Regions from separate parts of the Rattus norvegicus genome. Here region 1 is linked to region 2. A link is a contact called in public Hi-C data. All regions are on one chromosome and are shown on one strand. The core of a region is the stretch at or near the end of the contact, and the rest is flanking DNA. Distances in the headings are between cores, read along the strand shown.

Region 1 (5,247 bases), core at 1,325-3,824, 330 kb before region 2:
AGGCAAAGGAAGACAGAATTGTGTGTGGCTGCCTTGAAACTTCCTTCTAAGTTTGTCAGAAGACATTTCTCCAAGCCTAGCTCATCTATTCCTACTGTAGCAGGGCAGATGCTGCATTTGATGCATGCTTATAAAAATCATATACACTCATTTAATCTTTCAGCTGATCTTAATGTTGAAAACTCTTTCCTATTTAAACAATATATTTCCATGAGAGTACAGGTGACTACCATGGCAATAATAACCTCTTAAAAACCAGAGCCACAAAGCATGCATATTTATATAGGGTTTTCATGGTATCGATGGTAGTCTAACCTCACTTTTTGGATTTTTAAATAGTTTATAGATGAAGAGTAAACATCTCAGAGCACATGACTTTGTTCTAGCTCTAGGTAGAAATACTATAAGTTTACTGTAAACTCCCGGCTGCCTGCATATTTTTCTGGCTTGAGCGCTCTGACACTGGAAGGGGCTATTGGATAAGAGACCGAAGCATAGTCCAGCTTCTCAGGTCTGCTCTAGTCTATACATCTGGCTAAGATCACATAAGCGATTGCAAGCAAGTTTTCAGGAAATGGTGCCAAGACAGTTGCTCCCGGAATCCCTATCATTAATAATGATGAGCCTTTGTGGCTGTACCTCACTTCTGAAATCTTAAAGTGAATTTGAGTCAATGCACTAACAGTGACTATTAAATTTATAACCAAATAAGCACTTAAAGGAATACATCTACTTCAATATGCACTTTTAGGGGACATTTAAAGACACTTTGTCTCTCATGTTCACTGACATGTATGTGCTTGTGAGTATGCTCACATCAGTGCAGATGCCTGGGAAGGCAACAAGAGGGTGTCAGATTGCCCTGTGCTGGGGTTACAGGCAGTTGTGAGCAACTGGATAAGGGTACCGGGTTCTGAACTCAGGGATGCTGCAAACACGTTTGACTGATGAGCCAACTCCCTGGCCTCACGAGTCATTAAACAGCAACAAAACAGCGAAGGCTATTTATGATGGCCATGCTTTGCTTCCTTCCAATCTTTTAAAAAGACATATCTTCCTGTCTTTAAGAAAGCTTTAAGTGATTTATAATCAGATTTTTGTCAAGTTGCTGTGCCATGGGAAGTCAAGACTAAGGCACATATGGCTTAGCCTCACAGTGTGTTATTTCTCCTTTCTTGTGTAAGAGTCTGGTATTCCAACAAGACTGTCAGGAGAGGCTATGCTGATAAATTCCTCTGAAGTCTACAAAAAGTAAGGATCTTTCCCTAAAGTTCAGAAGAAATATACTGAATGCAGAATTCAGTACACAGTGGTATTTAGTGTGAGTTTCTGCTTATTTGGAGGCTTAAAATAAGGCCACCTGATTTAAGAAGAAAGAAAGTCTCCTGTGACAGCAGAGGACCCCATACCGAAATAAATTCATAGGAACTGCATCTGAGAAATCCATAGGGTATCATTAAAGAAAAAACCCAGGCAAACTAGCATTCTGACTCTGCGTATAGCCATCCAAATAATCTAACTGTTACGAAGGTGTGGAAATCAGAGAATCACCCGGGAGATATAAAGGTGTCATGGTGAGGAAGGCAAGGGCAGAAGGGACAACACCTCGTCTTACTCAAGCACTGCCCTGCTCCTTTGGCAGTTGTCCTCTTGCGAGCATCTTCGTATCCTGAGGCTTGGTGTCTGGTGATATCGCCACATCCCATCGCTACTCGAGCTGGACTACTGTGGACTCTTATCAGTGCAGAGACTCGGCCTCTGACACCTTAAGACGCAGTCTAGAGGTAATGCTTTCTACGTGCTTCTGGTTCGCCATCGCTCGCGGGTCACAGACTCCCAGTGAGACAAAATGCTGCAGCCTCGCGCCCTAGCATAAAGCTGTGGGAAGAGGTACCGAGGTTTTGATTGACAGCCTTGCTACCTGTGGCACTGTCAAGAGCTGAATGTCGGACATGGGCTCATGGCTTGGCTGTGCTGTCAAGTGTCCCCTTCATTTTGGAGAAGGCCCTTAACCTGCATGTGTCTTACCTTTCTTCATTTGATGAGTGGGAAGTTGTGTTTCCAGAATGCGCCTTTGGAAATGTGCTGTACTTGCTAGTCATTTCCTGAGTATTTATTATGAGGCAGGGGCATTGCTTTAGGCACAGGAGAGACTAGAGTGAGCAAACCAGGGGCAAGAATGATAGCAGTTGACAATTCTTTCCCTCCTTGTACACATTCATTATGCGTGTGCAAAAGGGCCTTTCTGTCAGCATTGGCTCTCTGTACCAATGATAACGAAATATCCAGAGCAAATCACAAGACATCATATTTTTGCTTATTTTTACATGTGTCTCTAGATCTTCTAAACACCAAAGATTCGTGTATACTGCTTTCAATTGTTTTCTTTGTTTTTACAGTTGCTTGGTAGAGAAGTTGTGAGATGCAGATTTCTTGGCATAAGGAAGTCCTTGTGTCTTAGCTCTTTCCAGGCTCTTCCCTAGTGGAAAGAGGATGACGTGCACCCATGATGTGGTCAGCCATGCACTAGAAGACAGCCCAGAGCTCTCCTGCAGGCTGCTCTGGCTCCCTGGCATGCTCAACCTCAGCCATGTGGTCTTCAGACTGCTGAGTCATGCTTCTGACACAAACCTGACGACCACGAACATGCTCACTTGGTTTTTCTTCTTCAGACGCATTGTCTTGGTAACCAGGCAGATGCTATGCTAATGCAGATTGGCAGACTTGAACTCAAACTACAAAAATATGATCTGTCTCATGGAAGACGAGAGACTCCAGAGACTTCAAGGTCATCCTTAGGATTTCTCTCGAGAGGCACGTAGTTAAGTGCTCCAAAGAGATATGTGGTCGTTCAGACAGGACCTCTGGTGACCACTGGGATTTAAGATCAGCACGAGAAACACTTCTTTTCATTTAAAATAAAATCCCTTTGGACTCTTTTCCTAATGTGCTGCCTGAGACTCTGCCAGTTTCTCTTCTTTTGGTGCCAGGAGCTCTGGGTCTGGGCACAGAGAGCTCAGTGGGGCAGAAAAGGCAGAACCTGCCTCTTCTCAAAATCCATCCTGTTCTCAATCTGGCTGCATCTTGCTCCTGAGCCATGAAGCCAGGGTTCACTGGAGGTCACCACAGCTCCTCGGGCTCATTCGGAGTTTTAATGTATTGCTGTGGAAATCATATTTAATCTCCTCTCCTCGGCTGGCTGGATGCTACAATAATATTACCCTGTGTTGCCACAATAGTGATTAAAACACAAGAACACGAAAGTCCTGCTTCCCTGGCTCTCTCTCAGGAAAGCACACGGGAGTCTGCAGGAAGAATGAGCCTTTTTGCAGCACACAGATATTCCCAGAAAGACCATTCCGAAGCCAGTTTATAAGGGCCTATGCATTCACCACTGCCATGTGGAGTGCCAGGGCTGCCAGTCGGTATTTTATTAAGCTTCTCTTCTGTCTGACTCATACTCACAAAATTTCTGACCATGGACTCGGAATTTACTGTAAAGTGAGTCATCCGAACAGAACCAATCAAGACTCTCCAGGCAAATTCAGCTCAGATTTGGAGCTGCTATTTCTATTCTCAAATGGCCTTTCCCTTTAGTATCAGGAAAGACATCAGCAAGACAGGTTCAAGTGAGTCTATTAAAGATGCAGACACGGATAAATCACCTTGAGCGATTCCGCGCCCAAAGCCACAGCCTCCAGCTGGTAAAAACGGGGACATTTGCTTTCCATCAGAAAGGTCACGGTTAGATCTGAGAAGCTGATTTTTTTTTTTTTTTGAGAGTGATGTGCTTAGCATGAGAAGAGCAAAAACATTCCTGACAAAGCAGAATGAAAATGAAGGTTTTATTTTTCCTTTCAGAAGAGCAAGATTCAAATCTAAGTCTGGAGCCAAGAGGTCATTTTGATAGACAGAAGGTTGTGTCCTTCCTCAGGTTCAGCACCTAGACCATTCCTGAGGTGACTTTCACCACTGTCTCACAAGTAGCACAGGAGTTGTGAGCACTCTGGAAGCCAAGCCTTCTTTGAACCTGGACAACTGAATGCGTAGTGTATCTTTTGAAGTGAGCCAGAAAAATATACACTACAGACATGGTGTCGTCAGTACGCAGATCAGCATAGAGGAGATTGGCTATCCCCTTCTGTCTCTAGGACAGTCACAAAGCCATAGCGTGTTTTCTCAACAGGCCATCACCATAAACTCTGGACTAACAGAAATCTTTGGGGCTATATGATCATAGTCAGAGCATGGCTTGTACTGGTGTTCTTGTGACAACATTCAGAGGCAAGGTTAATAAAAAAAAAGTTATTTGTGATTGATAATTCCTATTATATAGATTAAAAGGGGAAGCAGAAAGCAAGTCAAACTCCATGTAATCAAAGAGTGCAGGAGAATCTTTGTTCTTATGATGTAATGCCTTGGCCTTAGCATCGCTTCGATCAGAGTTTTTCTTTTGGGGCAGGAAAGGAAAAAACGAGGAGCTAGATGTGTGACACGGAACCTGAAATCTGAACTCACAGAGAAAGACAATGCTAACAGTTACCTGATCGCTTGTTATCTGAAGGTTAGAGAGTAGACAAAGGTTCTAGGAGATAACCAAGAAATAGTTCCATCTAAAGATAATTGAATCGTGGCAAATATTTTGAACAAAACTAAGAAAAATTCACCCTATTAATGCATCTTCTTCTAATAGCTGAGCAGCTGGGAAAAATTTTGTTTGTTCTTTCCTACAAAAGGAAAGGTGACTTCCCATCCTTCACAAGGGTTCTGTGGTTTTCAAAGTTATGTGTGTGTGAGATGGCCACAAGGGCAGAGTTATTGCATTGTAATGTATTCTGTACACCATATACCTTGACCAAGAACATCTTTCTGTCAAAGGTAATCTAGGAGAGGAAAAAGAACATTTAAGGCAAAGAGCAGGAAATTCCTAAAGAGATGCAACTATGAGAATTCACAGCAAACCTAGGCTTGGCCTGAGAGAACTGATCCTTGTCTTGTCCATGTGGCAGGCTATGGCTCACTGTATCCAATTCCAGAAGCGCACTGTCCCTTGGTAGGTTCTTGTTCCCGTTAGAGAGTGGTACAAGAACTGTAGCCCAGATCACAACTTTATAATGGAAACCAAACTGCTAAAAAAAATCTAAAAGTACCTCTGTATAGAAGTGTGACTGGCCATGGCCAATAGAGATAAGGGAAGGATGAGGGCATTATTAAGGTTTTTAACTGAACAAGTGCTATAAACCAGTT
Region 2 (5,791 bases), core at 1,159-3,658:
CTCGCTGTATGTGGCACCCACCCCACGCCAAATATACACACAGGGAAATAAACACAGTGTAAAAAAGAAATAAAAGGAGTTTGAGGACACCTCATTTTATGTTTGCTACTATGCTAGTAACTAGTTAAGGGTATTAACTGTTTTTTTTTTAAACTAATTGTATTTCCAGATATGTTCCATTGCCCTATAATATCATTAAACCGATATCCATTCATCTTCAATTCTAGGGCTCTTCTGGATTGATGTTGTGGCCGTGACAGGATCTATTCATAATCTGATGAGATTGATAAGGTATGGAAATCAAAGCAAGAACTGTACAGCAAAATAATAGGGGCCTGGCTTAACTTGGTGAACCCTTAAAGTTCTTTCTCATCTCAAGGTCCTGATGGACTAAGAAATTGAAGAGCAGCAGAAGGCAAAGCAATGGAACACTAACATTTTTGTTCGTTCTATCCTCCCCTCCCCTCAGTTAAGTAATAAATCTCATTTCTACACATGAAGCATATCCCATAATGAATCTGTTTCTGAGGAAAATAAATACATTTGCCCATGTTTACACAGATGGTCAGGACAGGGACTGAAAATCCTGTCAGGCATATTGAAGCCAGGGATCTTCTGCTTCACCACAAGGCCTTTGGACTGAAAACCGTGGTTTCCCTAGAGTTTCTTTTAATAAGTGGTGATGATTTACTCAACAAATTTAATTGATACCTCAGTGGAAAAAAACATGTCATAGAATTCAGGGGTGTTATTTACCTGTTCTGTAGTTTTCTCTGTGGGGCCATTTGGATTTTTAAGAAAGCTATCTAGGTAGTTCAATTTTTTCTTAGTTTTTTTTATTAGATAGTTTATGTATTTAAATTTCAAATGTTATCCCCTTTCCCAGTTTCCCCCTCTCCCATATCTCCTTCCCCTGCTTCTATGAGGATGCTCCCCCTCCCACCCACCCTCTAAAAGCCTCCTTCTACACCCTCGGGAAGATGTTCTCCTCGTGAATCTCTGGATCACTGCCTGCCCATTCAGCATTAGATGGTTATCCCCATTTCCAGGCCTTCCCTGGCTAATTCAATGTCCCTCTTCAGCCCCACGCCCACTCTCCACCATTGAACTTAAACGATTTTACATTGGGTTATGGGAGGTCATTCTCTTGAGACAGGAACCCATTTGTTGAAGACAAGTTTTGCGTTTTTAAGTCCTCTGTGCTCAATACAATGTGTCAAACTAGACAGAACGTATTCCAGAGAATTAAATAAACCAAACGCTTAGAGTCACTTACAAATAATTTAGGAAAGACTTTAAGTTTGGCTTATTACGCCCTCTCCATCCCGTGAATTAACTTCCTACTTCAACAAGTTTTAAACCATAAGACAAAGTTTTAAAAGTTACAACTGAAAGGCATCCTCTTGGTTGACAGAACTTTTAGAGAACTACACTTCCCGAAATGCCCTGCGCCCAAAACCTGATTGGTTTGCTGATTGTTCTTGAAGGCCGGCTCCGCTTGCCCATAGGCCAATGCTGTGAGGAGACTGTCCTGAACGGGAGAAAATAGCCAATAAGAAAGCAAAGGGAGGTGCTTCTGATTTTGGTGCGGAACTAACAAATCTTAGTAGCATTTCTGTCCCCACCCCACTCTCGCGCCCCGGTAGGGGCGGGGTCTTACTAAACCTAAGATTGACTTCTTGCTGTGACCCCCTGGCTACAGAAGGTCTTCCAGCGTTTCCCCCTTCTGATTATCCAGCCCTATCACCTTTGCTTATAGAATGCACTGGCCAGAAGAATTTATTTCTCCGCCCTCAGCATCAATTTCTCTCCGATGCAAACTTGAACCACTCATCTGTCTCTTAGCACTCTGGGAGACAAGTAGGAACACTGGCAGTCAGATCTGAGCAAAAACTTCACCTCCTTCTCCTGCCCGATGAGCTCAGAGAGGCTCCAAGGGGATGTCGATTGGTTAATTAAACTGGCAGGTGGACGGGACTTTGTAACAAGGAGTGGCGGGGAGTGCTGGCTGCCACCCACCCTGCCTGATAAAGGGATTCGGGATGATGGGTGACCAAGGTCGGGTCGCTGGAGTTCTTCCCCTTACGGGACCTATCCCAGTCTATCCTCCACCCGCCAGCCTCATTTTACCTCCAGCAACACCTTCATGAAGGAGGCTGGGCTTCTCTCCCTTTGGGTGTCTATTAGTTGTCATCTTGCCACTGACCTAATCGTTGCCTGGACGCTCCATGGCATGCCCAGATACAAAGCAAACCTGAAAGCACACTGCGGGAGCTGTGAGTGACAGGGCTGGAGGTGCAGGCCGTGGGGCCCGCGGGTCCGCCAGCTGCTGCCCCTGGTCCTCGGCGAAGGATGATTTAAGCCGCCGGCCGGGGGCGGGGGCGGCGGCGCGCATGCGCACCGGGCAGCTCGCTCCGCGGAGGCCCAGCTGCCGCCACCGCCGCGGCGGGCGCTGGAACCGCGGCTCGCCGCCTGCTCTGCCGGGCGTTAAGGGCCGGGGGCCGAGGTTCACGGGAGGCGACAGCGAGCGGCCGGGCGGCCGGGGAGAGAGCGACAAGCGGTGCGGGGACCGATTCCGGGTGTCCGGGCCATGCTGGCCGGGCGGCTGCGCTGAGCAGAGGCCGAGCCCGGGACGCGCCGAGGGACTGCGGGGCTGCGGGTCATGGATGCGGCGGCAGCGGCGCGGGACGGCGGGAGCCCGGCCGCGACCAGGTGAGGAGGCGGCGTCCGGCGCCACTGCAGCCGCGGCGGCCTCGGAGGAAGAGGGCTCGCCGCCGCGCGCCCGCCCGCCGTCGCTGCCCTTCCTGTTGGGATTATCTTCTGCTCCCCGCTGCTTCTTCGCTCCCCGCGGTCGAAGCCGCCTCTAGGCTTCAGCGGCTCGGACTCCTTAGCAGCCGGTGCCTCTGCTACCTGGGCCTCGTAGCTGGGAGACCCTTGGGCGAGACCATGAGGAAATTCAACATCAGGAAGGTGCTGGACGGCCTGACCGCAGGCTCGTCCTCGGCCTCGCAACAGCAGCAACAGCAGCAGCACCCGCCTGGGAACCGGGAGCCCGAGATCCAGGAGACGCTCCAGTCCGAGCACTTCCAACTCTGCAAGGTGAAGGGAGCGCGCAGCTCGGCCAAGCTGTCGTGGGAAGATTGGGGTCGTTTGAGGGGGCCGCTGGGCAGTACCTGGGAGCGCGAGGGCAGAGCGCGCCAAGAGAGCTCATCGCTCTAAGAAAGCGCCCCCCACCCTTGACAGACGTGCCTTGCTGGGGTATTTGGACAGAGATCCCTTATTTATAAGTCGATGTCTTTTCCCTTTTCATAAAAAGCAACCCAAGCATACTCCCTTGCCTTTAATTCCCATCCAGATGCTAGTAGCAATGGTCTGGAAATACTTTTTATATTCGCGCATATTTTATTATCTTCCACTGACGTCGAAATTTTCCAGCAGTGTGATGATGAACGTCGTTTGTGGGCAAGGCAAACCTGTTCAACCAGATCTCTTTTTTTTTTTTTTTTGCGCATCACTTTTTCCTTAGAATGTGTGCGAGCGGCTCACCACCTGAAGTCACAGGATTCTTTTAGCTTGTTTGGTTAGAAACTTAGCGCGGAAGGTTTTGTCTGTGAAATGGCACGATGATTGCCACAAGGTCCTGTATGTAATTCAGAAAGAATGATGCAGCGGATTAGTTCCCAGCTGCTAGGTGAGAAAAGCACACAAGCCTCCCTATCCAGACCTGCCTGCCTCATAGATAACCATGCGGTCCTTCTTACATCGGGGGCTTAAAAGCCTACATTCAATTTTGTTCTTATGTCCTAAAATTATTACGGACTTAATAGATAATTACAGGATTATTTTTCTCACCCATTTCCATCGTTAGAATTGCAAATGTTGGTTTCTTGACTAAATCCTTCCATTAGTTTCATGACAAATTTTCTTTAGAAATCTCTCCCTTTAGCATTCAAATAAAGCCACGATTACCCAAATCGCAATGATTAATCACCCTTCGCAATGATTTTACAAAATTTTGGACCACTACAAACTTGAGTAACGTGGTGTCAAACGGAATAGTATACGCTATTCATAGGAAATTGCCCTCTGTGAAGTTACTAGTGTTGTAGCAAAGCAGGAGTTTAAGTGATTTGTGCTTCTGTTGCTTGTTCCTTAGGATAGAATCCCCCCTCCCCCCAATTCTCCCTTAAAGGTGTAAGTGTATGCTTTGATGTACTGTAGTTGGTTCCAACTCTAACGCGCCTGTGGGCTGTTCTGTTTTCCGATCTTGCCTGCCTGCTGTCTCGGTGGGTTCCTGTGATGTCACTGCCCATCCCCAGACTGTTCGCCATGGATTTCCCTATCAGCCCTCAGCCCTGGCCTTTGATCCCGTTCAGAAGATCCTGGCGGTAGGAACCCAGACTGGTGCTTTAAGGCTGTATCCTTTCTTCTTTTAAAAAGAAAAAAAAATCTGTTCGCTTGCTTCATTTTCCCCAGTCCGTCCATATTGCTTGTTAACCCCATTTTTCCTCTCCAGTCTAGAGAATGAAGTAATCCAATATGTGGTTCAGGCTTTTCTTTAGTATACTTGTGTTCAGGTGGTATGTTGCTTTAAGAATGGCTCCTGGCTCTCAGTAGTACCTAAACATAAGTCAAAACAGCAGTCTAGAGTTTGTTATTGACTCTATAACATATATATATATATGTATATATATATGTATGTATATATACATATGTGTGTGTGTATATATATACATATGTGTGTGTGTGTGTGTGTGTGTGTGTGTATCTCAAACTCTATATGGTTGAGTTGTTTGTAACAGCTACAAGATCCTGAAGGGGGAATGCACGTGCTTGTATTTGGGGACTATTAAAGCCCAATGTTAAAGATGACGTCCAAAGATCAAAGTGCAGAGATCAGGACACTGTGAACTGCTTGTTAAAGCATTGTATATAGTGGATGTTGAACCGCCATTACTTTGTGAATTAGGAGCTGGATTTGAACTTGATTTGTTTTCCACATGTCCATCCATGTAAAAGAAAACATTCTTATCAAGTTTAGGTTTCCGTAAATGAGAAGGGCTAACATTTTTAGAGCTATGAGAGCATTCATTGTTTTGTAAAAAGTGTAGCCATAAATACAACATGTTGAAAGACTTCGCCTTCTGTAACCTGCTATATGCAGCAGACACTACTAAGTTAGTACATTAACATGTAGAGAAAGGCTTTTTTTTTTCCTGGTTTTATTTGGATTGTATAGCGTTGGCATAGCGATTTTTTTATTATTATTTTTCACAAGAATTATTTTTTCAAGAAATTCTTTTCGGTCTGAACAATGAAAATGTTCTCATGGTCTCTTTTGTACTATTTAACTTCAGTTAAGATGTGTGATCGCCTTTATTCTGACATTTAAACATACTTGACCAGCCCACGTTGAGACGCTACGCTGGTCATAAACCGGACAAGCCACTGAGTGAGCTCACTGGGCATTATTATTGACAAGCGGGGGGTGATGGGAGGAGCCAGCCTATCCTATTTACATTTTAGGTTTGTTCAATGTGTGATGTAAGCATGAACCAGGGATCTCGCAGTCTTTTACGATATTTCAAAAGGTGCCCGATGTGGCACCAGAATATGCCTGAAGTTTAACTTGAAAGCATGACTAGGGGCTTTCCGGGAAATGTGTTGCAAACACTGGCAGTGCAGGCCTGTCTTTGGTGGTCAAGTCTTAACTTAGTGATTTCTGCAGCAGTGTGCATAAACTGCTCCTAGCCAAAGAGCCAAATCATCAAGACTAAAATATTCTGTGACT

The links. A called contact is a pair of places that touch in the nucleus more often than the background predicts.
Region 1: a contact with region 2 is called in a Hi-C map of the A7r5 cell line, with 2.1 times the contacts expected there. The contact joins the enhancer-like site here to the promoter of Stxbp5 in region 2. A contact is called at or near these places in 2 of 12 Hi-C or Micro-C datasets (the A7r5 cell line and frontal cortex).

What each region holds. Positions count from the first base shown.
Region 1 is chr1:6,480,173-6,485,419 of GRCr8, reverse strand. No RefSeq gene overlaps it. Among named protein-coding and RNA genes, the nearest start is that of Adgb, 230 kb to the left of the region's middle. Within about 2 kb of position 2,574, at least 23 of the 93 cell types and tissues checked have an H3K27ac peak or open chromatin away from gene starts, as enhancers often do. A contact at or near this core is called in the A7r5 cell line, where this site is marked.
Region 2 is chr1:6,152,145-6,157,935 of GRCr8, reverse strand. It overlaps Stxbp5 (syntaxin binding protein 5), which reads left to right and starts at 2,408. Exons shown (of 28, transcript NM_178345.2): 1 at 2,408-3,099; 2 at 4,320-4,417. The coding sequence starts at 2,947. LOC134484941 (a long non-coding RNA gene) reads left to right here and starts at 4,429. Exons shown (of 2, transcript XR_010062746.1): 1 at 4,429-5,791.